2 separate regions of the Mus musculus genome follow, and region 2 is linked to region 1. Evidence: chromatin contacts called from public HiChIP or PLAC-seq data. All regions are on one chromosome and are shown on one strand. Each heading gives the region's core, a stretch centred on a gene start, on an enhancer-like site or on the middle of the called end of the contact. The rest is flanking DNA. Distances are from core to core; before and after follow the strand shown.

Evidence for each region. HiChIP or PLAC-seq counts read pairs in DNA pulled down with a chosen protein or histone mark.
Region 2: a contact with region 1 is called in an H3K27ac HiChIP or PLAC-seq map of extraembryonic endoderm stem cells. The contact joins two enhancer-like sites. A contact is called at or near these places in 3 of 115 datasets of contacts at active chromatin or transcription factors (embryonic stem cells, extraembryonic endoderm stem cells and pancreatic cancer cells).

The regions. Positions count from the first base shown.
Region 1 is chr16:29,989,346-29,992,155 of GRCm38.p6, reverse strand. No RefSeq gene overlaps it. Among named protein-coding and RNA genes, the nearest start is that of Gm1968, 12 kb to the right of the region's middle. Within about 2 kb of position 1,540, at least 34 of the 459 cell types and tissues checked have an H3K27ac peak or open chromatin away from gene starts, as enhancers often do. A contact at or near this core is called in extraembryonic endoderm stem cells, where this site is marked.
Region 2 is chr16:30,501,126-30,503,891 of GRCm38.p6, reverse strand. No RefSeq gene overlaps it. Among named protein-coding and RNA genes, the nearest start is that of Gm52252, 18 kb to the left of the region's middle. Within about 2 kb of position 1,286, at least 126 of the 459 cell types and tissues checked have an H3K27ac peak or open chromatin away from gene starts, as enhancers often do. A contact at or near this core is called in extraembryonic endoderm stem cells, where this site is marked.

The DNA of each region.
Region 1 (2,810 bases), core at 291-2,790:
TGTGCATTTTAGTCGTTTATTATTGACCGCCTATTTTTTTTTTTTCTGGTTTCAATGGAAGCTCTCCAAGAATGGGGAAAGTTTGTCACCTTTGTGCACTTCAGTTTCCCTGGTTTTCCTCAACAAAGCCTAGCTAGCACACAGGCCACTGAACTATTTACTGAATGATTAAGCAAACAAGTGAATGAATTATGAATTTAAGACTCTCTTTTTACCGTCCCCCTCTCCCTTCTTCTTGCTGTATTGGGGTTGCATATAGGGTCTCACACATCCTAGCAAGTGCTCTACCACTAAAATGGATCTTCCGTCCTTTTTTTTTTTTACACTGTTATTTTTGAGCCAGGATCTTGCTAAGTTGCTCACATTGACCTTGAATCCTCTCTCTAGCCCATGCAAGCTTTTGTGATCTTCCTGTCTCAGCCTCCAGAGTAACCAGGATTGTAGATTGATTACAGAGGTACCCCCTCAGGCCTGGATGAACCTAAGCATTTCTTGTAAGAGAAGTTCTGGAACTTTCCCCGGGGTCTCTAAGGTATCAGTGATATGAAAGAAAAGTGGGAGTCATTGACTTAATCACCCATCTGAAGTCGGGTGGGGACCCTCTGCTTGCTGACGAGTTTGCTAAGCGGAGGTCATGATGGTTTTCTTCCAACTTGTGACTTTTTGGAGATCTATCCTGGCAGCTTCTGGCCTGGCATTGACTCTTGCTGGACTTAGCTCTAGCTGGCTGCACCAAGCAGGGATTTGAGGAAACATTGGTCAGGAGCTTAGCAGCAGAGGGCTCCAGAGAAGCCATAGTTTCCCTTCCTCTTCTATAGAGACTGTCTGGGAGCAGAGGCTGATGTGGTGAGGCCGCAGCCTCCTGTGCATCCTTGGGGAGCCAAGCAAGATGCCCAGACCAACAGGAGCCGCTTCCGGCTTCACAGACAGAGAGCAGAGACAAGGAGTAAATGCAGGAAATCTCCTAGTTCCCTCCCCTGGGAGAGCTGACACTTGTCTGTGATGAGACCCCATGAAGCTGAGTGGGGTAACCTGGAAGGCAGAGAGACACCAAAGGCCATCCGGAGGTGATAGGTGGAGTGAATTAGAGGTGAGTCAGCCAGCTCATGAGGCAGTTAAAAGACAAGTGGCTAATTGTGGGTGCAGAGGACGGGTCACACACAGAAAATGAGGAACAAGTGGTTAATTGGGCCCACAAGCCCAGGATCCCGCCTATAATTAGCAAATTGCAGGGCTTTGATATTTGCTTTGGTAACAATGTGCCTAGGGAATTGCAGAGAGGAAAACTGTGCCCCCAGCTTGGGAAGTGACCCTAGGTCTAGACTTCTTACACCATTCTCTCTGACACTCTTGTAGGCAGCACACATATGAAAACATGCCCCCACCCCATCTTGTTCCCACCACCGCCCCAGCAAGGGAGTGGGGCTTGTACCTTGTTGCCTTCAGCGTCAACCCTTGCATAAGTCTTTAGTCAGCTTGGACCTGAAGCAGGAGGCTTGGTTTCCTGGTGCACATTCTCACAGTTTACACATGAGTTAGCCCATGCTCCCAGAAGCCATGACCCCTAAGGAGCAGAGGCCCTCTGGCTACAGATATCACCAAGGCGTGGCCCTTGACAATTCCAGTAAGTTTCAGTGGGGGAAGGCAAAGTACAAGAAAGCTCAGTTACAGCACTGTTTAAGATTTTTAAGATGGCTGGCATGGGTTTCAGGTCTGCAGCTGCTTCTGCAGGCTTCTTGGGTGTTCTTTCCCATATGCACAGTGGTAGCACAGGAAAGGTGTATGGGGAGGGGGCGTGTGGCAAAACTATACATTTTCACAAGTATACAGGGCAGATGGACACTAGCAAAGGAAGGAGGGCTATATGAAGTGTCTGGAGACCCGGGTTTAAATCTAGACTCTTTACTGACAGGTTTTGTCCCTCTTATTTAAAAATTTATATCTCACCTCTATCATCTGTAGGTCTGTTTCTTCTGGTTGGTTTTTCTCTTAATCATTCATGGGTCAGCATTTTCCTGCTCCTTCATATGACTAATAAACTTTTGTAGGCACTACAAAAGATTCTAGTAATATATAATCTTAGTAGGCACTGTGATTTTCTAATGTGAAGAATTCCGACTTTGATATCTCCCTTTAAAGAGCTCTAAGCTTCACATTCCTCCGCATCAGATGTACATAGGAGTCGGTTGATCTCTTTGAGTCCTGTTATCGAGGCTTTGCTCGCTCTTCAGTTGTCTGGAATAGCTTCCACTGAAGCGATGTCTCACATTTTACTCCCTTCTGGCAACTCTGGTCTCTCCACTGTTTCCCCAAAGGACCACCAAGGACTCTGGCCTTAGGCTGCAAGGCCCAATCATGCCCCCACCTTGTGAGAGCTCTGGGCTGCTCAGCTCACTTCTTCTCCTCCTCCAAATATCCACTTCCCCTTCTCCTTTCTTCTGCCTGGTTTTGTGAAGTTACACTTGGTTTCACTTTAAGAACACTTTAGCAGAGTTCTTCCCTGTTTTTCTCCATACTCTTTGGAATTTTGATCCTCAATTATGATATATTTCAGCTTGCCCAGTCTCTTGTCTCAGTCTCTTTAGCTAAGTGAAATGAAGCTATCCAGCTGTGCATGTGACCCGAGAACTGCCTCTGAGCACAAAGCCAGGGCTACTGTGGTTCAGGCCATTGACCCTTTCATGTAGCAACCTCTGTCTGGCAGTGTCTCTTCCCAGTGTCTAAAGAGTAGTCATGCTGGCAAGACAGGAAGCCAAACTCTTTTCAGGTTAATAAAGTGCCTGTTGCCTCATGTGTAGAAATAACATAAA
Region 2 (2,766 bases), core at 37-2,536, 510 kb before region 1:
CAGTCCCTTATGTCGTGGTGATCCCAGGCATAAAATTATTTCCCTTGTTACTTCATAACTGTAATTTTGCTACCGTTATGAATCGTGTTTTCCAGTGGTTTTAGGCAACCCCTGTGAAAGGGTTGGTTGTCTGACACCCCCTCCTCCAGAAGTCAAGACACATGGGCTGAAAACTACTGTTCAAAGGGGGTACCCCTTTAAGACTACCAACACCTGTACTCCTGAGGAAGCCGATATCTGGGACTCCAGGGCAGGTGCTTGCTTCTTTCTGTAAGGTAGGAGAAAATCTCCCACATGCCTAATCTCTGCCTGGAAACCACATGATGGGCTGTTGTTCAAAACCCAGCAAATTCCTCTATGCAGCCAGGAAAAAGGACCAGTGTGTCAGGAGGGTTGAGCCTCATTGGTTATTGAAGGATGTCTGTAGAGAAGGGAGGTTGGGTACTTAACTCATTTGCGGCTGCACACTTCTACACTGTAGTCCACAGTGGAACTATTCATGAACCAAAGACTGGAGCTAAGTCAGTTTTCATATTACCTACCTACACACACACACACACACACACACACACACACACACACACACTGCAGACTCTCTGAAGGTGTCATGCTCACAACAGATTCTCAAGGTCTAGGCGTCTCACTAGTAATACTGATTCAGTGATATGGGGCGGGGGGGGATGGGGAGGAACCCCAAATCCTAGTAAGATGTCACAGAACAGTAGATAGGGCTTGGGCAAGGAGGTGGAGGGCTGCCTATATGGTGGTGCCTAGCTAGGGGGTTATGCAGCAGGAATAGCTCTCAGATAGGGTCCAATGCATCCAAGCTGTCGGCAAAGCTGAAAACAAGCTGCAGCTTTCAGATAAATCTCAGATGTCTTGACAAACAATATATTGCCTGTCTGGCTGTCGGGTCATAGTTTGAGATGGAAGAAAATGTGTAGATCCAAATCGGGAATCCTAGCAAGTGTGGGAGCGGAGGTACAGCCCCTGGGAATCCACGTCAGGAAGACAATTGGTCAGCGAGGGAAGCCCGGTGCACCGATGACCTCATGGCTCTTTTCTGGACACTCCCTTCCCTCCTGCCCACCTCCACCCACAGACATATCAGACAGATGACCGAATGAGCACGAGGAAAAAGTGTTCCCCGTCGATAACGCTCGTTCTCACGTGTGGCTGCCCATCCCCAGCCTTGTCCGCGCCCCCCCTCCAATGTCCCCAAGCTGAGCAAGGCTGAGTGAGGTCAGTGGGAACTCACGCTCGCGCTCGCTCGCTCGCTCGCTCTCACCAGACCCAGGAGTCTTTGAAGATTGCGTAAGGGCAAACAAACGCCTGGCCGTGCCTTAAATTCTTTGTGTGAAACAGCTCACATTTTGTTCCCTGGCTGACCACACGTGAGTTTTGTCTTCTGAGCAGTTTTTGCCACGAGAATAGTTTCATATCTCCTCAGAAGGGGTCAGCAAGGGACCCCAGCCTATGTTGAGACACACACTTGGCTCCAATGCTCCAGCCTCCAGAGCCCACACCTCAGACAGAACTGTTCTTCTCAAGAGGAGGTGGTGACTGCCCCTAACAGTTGGCTTGCCACAGCTGTGTGTGCAGTCCTTCAAGCCAGTGTACAAGTCCCAGAGCCAGGGCCTCCCTGGTGTCACCCCTGACAGAGAAAGCAAAGGGCTTCATCCACATGGTTGTGTTTTAGATCTCGTTTCTCCCGGACTTTCTTAGGCCTCCCACTTGGCTGAATATTTGGGAATTGACACAATAGCCTTACCGAAGCTGGGGTGGGCATGATGTGGTGGGAAGTCATGTGATTGTCCAAAGTGAACCAATTTGTCAAAGACCATTTCCCTCTTACCCATCCCCCACTCCCACCCCCTGCCACCGCCACACCCCACGATAAGATAGGGTCCCCAGAGCACAATAATCCTTTCCTGAGATACAATTTAGAGGCTCCTGAGAAAAGAAACAACAGAGAGGCTAATTTTGGCTTTTCTGAAACTAAAGAAAAACATACAGCCAGGCCCTGTCCTGCCCAAGGAAGCCAGGGTGGGCCCCGTTTTGTCTCTCTAGGGTATCTGCTCAGATCACCAGAGGTTTGGAGAACAATGCCGGGGTTGAGGGCAGTATGGGAACAGAGTCTGCCCCCCTCACAGCAAAGGCTGCGTGTGATGGAGCCTTGCCTGGGCTCTCTACAGACACCTAAAACAACAACCTGTATTTCAGGCCTAAAATTTTTTGAAGCACCAACTCCTTACCCTCCCTCCCCCATCTAAACTGCGAAGAGTTAGAGATTTCTTCAGACCCAGTCGTGAGAAGAGAAAACCCTGATGCTGTTCTATAGATCCTCTCCAATTTTACTATGTACACATATGCACATTTGCCTTTCCTCTGATTCTTAGAAGGATCCATGATTAGGAACAAATGACAAGCCCAGGGAGCCATACCAACGTGGGCCAGGTTTTAAAGCACTTACTGAGAATCTCCTGTCTTCTTACAGGAGTCAGGGTGAGGCTCACACATACACACGAGCGTCTGTGTCTCTGACACACTCAAGGTGTCACCCAGGCTGCAGCTCTGCAGACCACACTAGCGAAGCGAAGCTCAGAGGCACGTGGTGCTTCCGCTACCCATGAGCCTTTGCCTCAGCCACAGTCTAACGGATCTCCAGTCTTCCTGTCCAGCTCCAGTCCACCCTGTTGCCACCAGAGGGATCTCGTAGCAAATTGTCAATGTCATTTTCCTAAAAAAAAAACTTCAGTGATGGGG